Regions from separate parts of the Mus musculus genome. Here region 1 is linked to region 2. Evidence: chromatin contacts called from public Hi-C data. All regions are on one chromosome and are shown on one strand. Each heading gives the region's core, a stretch centred on a gene start, on an enhancer-like site or on the middle of the called end of the contact. The rest is flanking DNA. Distances are from core to core; before and after follow the strand shown.

Region 1 (4,514 bases), core at 403-2,902, 190 kb before region 2:
CTTTCTCTTTGCCTTTCTACAATAAACGCCTCCAACCCCCCCCCCCAAAAAAAAAGAAAGAAAGAAGTACCCTTTTCATTGAATTAATATCCAAAATATTATTATTTCAACAGGTAGCCAACAAAGGAGAGATCTGCAGTCTCTTTTCATAGTGTTCCAAATCTAGTGTCTTGTCTTATTCTCTTCAATCTTGCTTGTCTGGACAGAAGGCTCGAGAATATTTTACAAGCTATGCTTAGTTCATCTTTTCTGGCTTGGTAATTTCCTAACTAGCTTTGTTTCTTCCAGATTTGGACAATTTGCTTGGTTCTTCATGAGAATGGCTGGGAAGATGTGGTACATCAGTGGATGTGTCTGTATGTATAGTAAGTATAGATATGTTTGTGTGGGAGTATTCATATTTCTGTGTGTGTGTGTGTGTGTGTGTGTGTGTATGTCTGTGTTTAGCACTGTCATCCTCTTCAGAAGGTAAGTTGATGAGGACATGATCTCTGTAGGACAGGAGAGGACAGAAGGAACAATCATGATACACTCTGGGGCTCAGTGAACTATATGGAGGGGTAGGGAAGGTGCCATGGGATCTTAGAGGAGAAGGAAAGAGTGTGAGGTCAGAAGAATGGTAGACTCTTGTGGTGCAATTAAGAAAGGCCGGAGGCTGGATGAAGGTGATGAGGCATTGAATGTCTGAAGCAACATATGCCTTTGTGTGGAACCCAGAATGGACTCTTAGAAAGGAGGTTCATGAACACAGTAATTGTGAGAGAGGGATCTGGTAGCCATTGCAGAGAAAATGAAAATGAAACTGCATGCTAGGACTCTCCTCCTAGGGACTCCTAGGGGCTCCTGGGGACTGACAAACCCCATCAAGGAGAACAGAAAGGAACAAGATGCAGATTTGGGGCAAAGGCCATGATAGCAGGTAAGATTGGACGCAATGGAGGAGGGGGAAGTGGAGAAAGCCATACTGGGATTTCCTTCTCTGCTAGTAGCAATAGTTTCTGAGGGCAGTTTAGGGATTAAGACAATGAAAAGAAAGTACAGGTCGTAAAATATTCAAGATGAAGGCTTTCTTAGCAAGAGAGAGTGCCATGGAAAGGTTAGAAGGAGCACTAACTGCTTAGTGACCATGTCTGCACAGAGGTTTGACAGACATGTGTCCTGTCCCCAACAGTTGCATTCCTAAAGGTTAGCCTAGGTTTTTGGCTTCAATAGAGGAAGAGGGTAGAAGGACAGAGATATTTCTGAGCCTGGGGTTGGCAAGGGAGCCTGCAGGGAATGCTAGGCTGAAAGGGACCTTCATAACAAACTCCTTTTCTTCAGTTATAGGACTTTGATGTAGCTTAAAGGTCACTTTGGCATCTTCTTAATGAATGGAGATTAATTCCTCTCTCTTTACTTAACATCCTGACCCTTGTTATCAAGTACTTTCCTGTGACATTTCTAAGATCAATTGAATTTCTCAACTTTTTTGGAGGTACTAATGAGGGCTTCAAAGGCTTTTCAAGATATGGCTGCACTGCAATATTCTCTTTCCTTACCCTGCATCAAAATTTAAATAGACCCGGGTGATCACACTGCTTGTGTTCTGTTTGCAGTCCGTGATGGGAGAAGATTCCATCAACTCTGCTGTCCTTTGAAAAATGCTACAGGTCATCCCCAGTGCATGTGAGTCATTCGGAATGATTCCAGGCCTGTGCTTGCCAACAGGCTCTGTGTCATGACCAGGGCCTCCTGCCTCTGCTGGTCTTTTCTGAAAGCATACAACCAGGGGAAAGACTGGACAATATCACTGCTCTGACCTCTCTGATCTGTAGAGACAAAGAATAGGGGACAGTCTTCAGGAATGGATGGAAAAAGAGGCCAAATGGGGCTTCTCATTTCTTTCTTAAAATGAAGGAACATTCAGTTTGGTATTCTATATTAGGCTTTATTTGAAAACTGTTCCATGGTGTGTGGTTCATTATTTTTCAACTTGACAAAATAAGAGTCATTATGGAGGAGGGACTCTCAATTGAAAAAATGCTTCCTTCAGATTTTCTATTCTCCTCTAGACGAAGAGATATTTTATTGATTGATGATTGATGTAGGAAGGCCCAGCCCACTGTGGGAGGTTCCATCTCTGGGCAGGAAATAATTGTGCATATGGCCCATCCATATGAATGGGAGCATCTGGACATATGGGAAAGTCAGGGTTGGATGTTACCCAGCTTTTCATCGCTGAGATAAAAAGTCTGAAACTGTTTTTCAAGATATCTCTTTGTTTTATGCTTTCACAGTTGACTGGTTCCATTGACACATCATTGCACAATGAAGAGGCACAACATCATGGTGGGTGGAGTATGTTGCAGAAGAAGCCCCTTGCTTCATGTTAGTGAAGTAAAAGCAGTGAGAGAGAAGAGGGAGTCAAGTATAGCCTCTCAAGGTACAACCTTAATAGTCCACTGCTTTAACTGAGTCCTACCTCCTAAGTTCCCATTATCTCCTAGCAGCCTATGAAATCCACCCATCAATGGGTTAATCCACTGAAGAAATAGAAGCCTGCATGATTCAAACACATCTACAAAGCACCATTTCTGAATAGTGCTGCCCTGGAGACCAAGCTTTCAACACATGAGTTTTGGGGGATATTTCAGATATATGATATACATGAAGGTATATGAGATCTGGTGTGCCTCTCTTCCTTCCAACCCTGGTTTCTTTCTCCACCCCCGTAAGCCTCGAAGAGATCAACTATGGTGGTGGTAGAGCCATCAATATTAAGCCTCTGAGTTGTCCCAGAATTGCCATCTGAGAGATGGGTAAGAAGCAGTAGCAAACACTCTGTATTGAGCCTTTGCCTTATCAGTATTTTTTGTGTTATCACTTTGCTTTTTAAGCACAGCTGAACAGTTCTTACTGTCCACATCATTGAAAGCAGTTTTACCTTGTCCATAGTCTCTTTCAGTTCTAGGAGCCTATGAAATTCTATCATTTCTGAACAGAGGTCTGTGCTATTCTGTCATTAGTAACAGAACAAGGATCTGCAGGTAACACTATGGAACTGACCAAGGGCTAGATGGTGCAGAAGGCTTACAGATGTCTACTGTATGATTAGATCAGTCCTAGCAAAGATGCTTAGAGGTGTGAAAAGTTGACATGGATTCTATAAGGGGATGATTCTAGAAGGTCTGCAGGTTTGGTCCTTACCAGGAAGCATGATTATGATGTTCACACACACACACACACACACACACACACACACACACACACACGACTTTTGAGAGTTAGTTCTCTCTTTATACTATGTAGGCTCCAGGAAACTTAGCTTGACAGTCTTGGCAGCAACGTGACTTTACTTATTGAGCTATCTTACTAGCACTGTTCCGTGTTCCTCCCAGTCCTTCCTTACCAACCTCGCCTCTCCCCATATCCACTCCTCTTCCATTTCCCTTCAGAAAAAAAGCAGGCCTCCAGGGATATCAAGCAAACATGGCATATCAAATTGCCATAAGACTAGGCAAAGAGACAACCTGGTAGGAGGAAAAGGGTCCTGAAAGCAGCAAGAGTCAGAAACAACCCTTGCTCCCACTTTTAGGAGTTTTGTGAGAAGACTAAGCTACACACTCATAACATAAATGCAGAAGGCCTAGGTCAGACCCATGCAGGCTCCCTGATTGTTGATTCAGTCTCTGTGAGCCCCTATGAGCCCAGGTTAGTTGATTTTGTGGGTTTTCTTGTAGTTTTCTTGACCCCTCTGGCTCCTACAATTCTTATTTCACGGAATTTCCTGAGCTTTGACTGATGTTTGCCTGTAGGTCTTTGCATCTGTTTCCATCAGTACTTAGATTAATCCTCTTTGATGATGATTATGCTAGGCTCCTGTCTATGAGGATAGCAGAATATCATTAGGGATCATTCAGTTGACTTCCCTCCTCACCCCCCAGCCATGTTTGATTCTATCCTAGGTCTCTGGGATATCCAGCCTCTAGGTCCTGCCCCTCCAGGCAGCATCAGGGGTGGGATCCCTCCTGTAGCACAGGTCTCAGGCTAGACCATTGGTTGACCACCTGCACAATTTCTGTGCCACCTTTACTCTAGCACATCTTGTAAGCAGAACAAATTGTAGGTTGATGTTATTAGACGCGTTCTCACGACCGGCCAGGAAAGACGCAACAAACCAGAATCTTCTGCGGCAAAGCTTTATTGCTTACATCTTCAGGAGCCAGAGTGCAAGAGAGCAAGCAAGCAAATGGCGAAACCCCATCCCTTTTTAAGGAGAATTATCCTCCACCTAGGACGTATTACTCCCTGATTAGCTGCAGCCCATCGGCCCAGTTGTCATCACGGGAAAGGCAGAACACATGGTGGGAAAACTGCCCCTGCATGTGTGCAGACTATGTTTACCACTTAGAACACAGCTGTCAGTGCCATCTTATAATGGCAAATGTGAGGGCGGCTCCTCACAGATCCCCCTTTTCTTTTAATAAGAGCAATAGGCCACCCATATTAATGAGAGTGGAGATAGAGGTCAAATC
Region 2 (4,313 bases), core at 1,271-3,770:
GGGCACAGTCTATTCTTGATTCTAACTTTATTACATCTTTCTAGCAAAACAACTAAAACCATCTCTTAAAATTTTCTTCCTAAGATCAAATCAGGAATTCTATAAAAATCATTACCATCTAAGTAGTATTAATTCATAAAAGTTTATCTTTATGTTTGTCTGCACCAAATCTGCTCAGTAGGGTAGACTAATGCCCAGGAGTCCCTAGGCTCTGTTTAGTGATAGGAAAGGCATATCAGCAACAAGATGAAATCCTGAGATGAAGTCTCTTGGGATCTTGCCTCTCAGAGCTCACCTATCTTAAGCCATGCATAAGGTAGGCCACTTCCAGGAAAGTCACCTGCTAGCTTTAGCCTTTTCTAGATAGCTCCTGACAAGTATCAGGAAAATCATATAAATTTTACAACTTATTAAATATGAAAGTAGCGTGTATTTGTTGAACAATAAGTAGTGTTTCTGCTCCCCCAACCGTGGTAGGGACATTGGAGCAGAGAATTCTAAAATCTGTTCACAGATGACAGATGGTGATATTGGGTATGAATCACTAGGTTTCACTAACTCCGGCTAAACATTAACAGGAACAACATCTGGAAGCTGTAATATGAAAAAAAAATGCATCAACAAGTCATGAATAAGCTGGCATTTTAGCCTTTAGTGAGGATCTCATAGGAGACCCTTAACAGGAGACTTCTCAACAGGAGACGTGGAAGACTGAGCAATAATTGCATCTTGACAATGTTTTATGTTCAAATAAGCACACTTGTGTCTGCATACCTGCCTCATCCAAACACAAGTGTGCTAAACACACTCAGTGCAGTCCCTGAATCGTTGCCCACACTGCAATGGGATCTGCCTGATTGAAGGCAGACCCCGTTGATGTTCCTTGCCTACCCAGTGTGATCATCTTCTCTGCCTTTGTCAGATGCTATGCTTGTGTGTAGTAGCAGAAGAGGGAGTAGGGGTACTCACAGGTTGCCCTATGGTCGTATCTGGCCATCAGAAGAAGCTCAGTTGGAACTAGTGTATATGCTGTTGGAAAGGTCAGTGATGCTGCCTCTTCAAAATTAGCCCCTAGATTTTTTTTTTTTAAAGAATTAAACACACCCTCAACATTCATTTGATTTGGGTATGGTAGATGAGAGTGTGCAGTGCTGGGGATCAAACTGAAATTCAGTCTACCTCTTAGACCCTCACAATCCAGCAATTCTGCTCCCAGGTAGTTATTTAATAGAAATTAAATCATAGCCTATGCAGCCTTGGATATAGATCTTCATAGGTTGCTTATGTGTAGAGCCTGTCCCTGAAAGCCATTCAGACATCCATCAGCAGCAAACTGTAGATGCTCAAGGATTATCTATAGAGGGAAGCACTCCTCACTAGGAAGTGTCACATAGTTAATGAACAATCAAGGAAGATTCAGAGGAACAGGGAAAGCTAGATGCTTAGGAATAACTTGCATTAAATTCTTGAACAACAAAAATTAATCTTTGATAAGAGAAGTTGGTAAGCAGTTACGTGAGAGGGGAGTGAGGTTTACTGCAAAGAACTAAAGGACCTTCTCAGAACCATGGAGATGGCATATCTTGATCAGATGTTGGCTGCATGGACATTTGCATTTTCAGCACTCATTAAACCCTAAACAGAAAATAGGTACATCTTATTGAATACAAATTACAGCATAATAACACTGATTTTAAAATGCTCCCTGTCAATGTATGAGGAAGACAAAGGTTTACAAGTTATAGCCTGATTAATTTTTCTAGAGGAATGAGATGTGTTTTCCTCAGGCTTTATTATTTCAGAGGTAGTAATGAGTGAATGAATCTCTTGTGGTGTTGAGTGGCTTAGTGCTTCTCTACTGTCGATCCTTGTACAAGCCCACTAATCAGGGTTAGTGATTGTGGAGACCCACTCCTGTGACACCACTGCCATGAAAGCCTTTCCACACAAAGGAGCCTAGCGATCAGGGAGCTCTTTAGTTATACTAACCTATACCCAGCCATTCACACTCATCCCGGAGGATCTCCAGGCTGCTCCAGTGCCATGTTCTTCCAATGTTGTGGTAACTTTGCAAATGTAAAGTACTGGCCTCTTTCTTTCACATCCTTTTGCATTTACTTCTTAGACAGAGCCAATCAACCTGGCTCTGCTTTTTAAGGGAAGTCTTTTTTTTTTTTTTTTCTTCACTACGGAGACAACCTTTCCTATTATTAAACTTCATGAGGAAAAAACAACCATAGCAAAGCTTCTGGCAGAGTCTACAGGTGCCAAGCTCATAGTGGAACTGGGATCTGGGATAAAGTCATGGCTTTTCATTAAGAGGGATTTTGGGTTTGTTTTGTTTCCACTGCATAAAGACCAGATGCCCAGTTTGACTTGTTAAATGCTTGCTGGGACTGGATTGGATGCTCAAAGGGTTTCTGGCTGAAATTAAGTGATGTCTATTAACTTTAATTGCATGTTGAATGGTCTTTAGCATGAGTTATTTATTCTTTCTGAGCAAAGGAAAAGATGACTCATTTGAGCCTCATTATTTCAAAATCTGGAGTCACATTGAGTTGGAACCAACCCATGCACCAGCTTCACAAACAAGAAAACAACCCAAAAATATTTCTAAGAGTTTGTTAAAGGAAATTAGTTTCATAATAGGCTAAGCTGCTGTTCTACTAAAAATTCTTCTGGTGGGACATTTGCCTCTATGTTTACATTTACACATGTATATTAAAAGATGTATTGTAAATGAATAATGTACAAATATAGAGGGCCAAAATATCTTGTAGATACTTTAATCTGATTCTGATTATGTATAAAAACTATATTTAACAGTGAAATTGCTTCTATATGATAAAGTCTAATGGTCAAAACATTTGTGTTTTTCTTAAAATGAGACATTCAGAGTATCCAAATGAGGGCTTCTGCAGTGGCTGTTCGTTGTACTTTCTTTGTCTCTGTGGTCTTTCATCACCAGTGTGTGACTTTCAGTCTCATGATTGCCAGATAACATCTATATTTCTCAGTCTCATGCAAAAGGTCCACCCATTAAGGCACTCTTCTTGGAATTTTCTTTGGGAGGGGTGCTGGAGAAAGAGCTTAGCAGTTAAGAGCAATTATTGCTTAACTGCTCTTACACAAGATTTGAATTTGGTTCCTCGAACCTACATATATCTACTTATATATCTACCTATAATCTATTTCCAGAGGATAAAACGATCTCTTCTGACCTCTAGGACTTTTGTATGCACATGGTACACATATAGATACCCAGGCATGCGTGTGCTCATACACACACACACACACACACACACACACACACACACACACTAAATAAATGTTTTTAAAAGTTTTGTGTTTGTTTTGTTGTTGTTGTTGTTTTTTTGAGACAGGGTTTCTCTGTGTAGCCCTGGCTGTCCTGGAACTCACTCTGTAGACCACGCTAGCCTCGAACTCAGAAATTCGCCAGCCTCTGCCTCCTAAGAGTTGGGATTAAAGGTGTGCACCACCACACCTGGCTTTTTAAAAAAAAATTAAAAATTATATGCATGTGTACATCTATCTGTGGGTATGTGCTTTTAAATGCAGGTACCTGTAGAGGACAAAGTCATCACATATCCCTGGAGCTGGAGCTGGAGGCCGCTGTGTGCTGCCTGACATGGGTACTAGGAACAAAACAAAGGTCCTCTGGAAGAGCAGTATATGTTGTGAAATGCTGAGCCATCTATCTAGCCTCATTGCTTTGTTTCTAAAATACTGTCTTGCTGTTCAGCTTGTGCTGGCTCCAAACTTTCAAACCTCCTTCCTCAGACTCTTACAGATGAGTGTGCCACAAGCCCTTGTTAACACGGAACTTGTATACTCTATGGGTTTTGACACATACAGAGTGGTTAATTATACATTCTACCACAGCAGTATCAGACATGGCAGGTTTAGTGGCAGGAACGCCCCTTGTGCTCTGTCCATTCATCCTGTTTCTCTTGAGAACTATGGCTTTGTTTATTGATTGCACAATTTTTTTCCTGGAATGTGTCTTGCCTACTGTGTAGCATTTTCAAACTAGCTTCTTCCACTTGGCAGAGTGCATTTAGGGCTTCTCAAGCCATTTCCGTGACTTGATCATTTATTGATTTTAATCAATGGCTAATATTCTATTGCCAATTATCTACTCATTCACTGAAGAACACTGTGGCTACTTCTGACTTTTGACCCTCAAAAATAAAGCTACTAAAATATTCTCATACAGATGTCTATGTGAAACTAAGTTTTCAATTCATTGGCATAAATGCCTGGAGGTGGGATTAATGGATGATAGAATTAGG

What was found. Hi-C and Micro-C count contacts between places; a contact is called where the count stands out from the background.
Region 1: a contact with region 2 is called in a Hi-C map of uterus, with 2.5 times the contacts expected there. The contact joins two enhancer-like sites. A contact is called at or near these places in 2 of 39 promoter capture datasets (the C10 cell line and neutrophils), 1 of 484 Hi-C or Micro-C datasets (uterus), 3 of 115 datasets of contacts at active chromatin or transcription factors (astrocytes, heart atrium and large pre-B cells) and 1 of 9 other capture datasets (liver).

Annotation. Positions count from the first base shown.
Region 1 is chr2:148,619,594-148,624,107 of GRCm38.p6, reverse strand. No RefSeq gene overlaps it. Among named protein-coding and RNA genes, the nearest start is that of Nxt1, 51 kb to the left of the region's middle. Within about 2 kb of position 1,652, at least 35 of the 459 cell types and tissues checked have an H3K27ac peak or open chromatin away from gene starts, as enhancers often do. A contact at or near this core is called in uterus, where this site is marked.
Region 2 is chr2:148,427,423-148,431,735 of GRCm38.p6, reverse strand. No RefSeq gene overlaps it. Among named protein-coding and RNA genes, the nearest start is that of Cd93, 14 kb to the left of the region's middle. Within about 2 kb of position 2,520, at least 30 of the 459 cell types and tissues checked have an H3K27ac peak or open chromatin away from gene starts, as enhancers often do. A contact at or near this core is called in uterus, where this site is marked.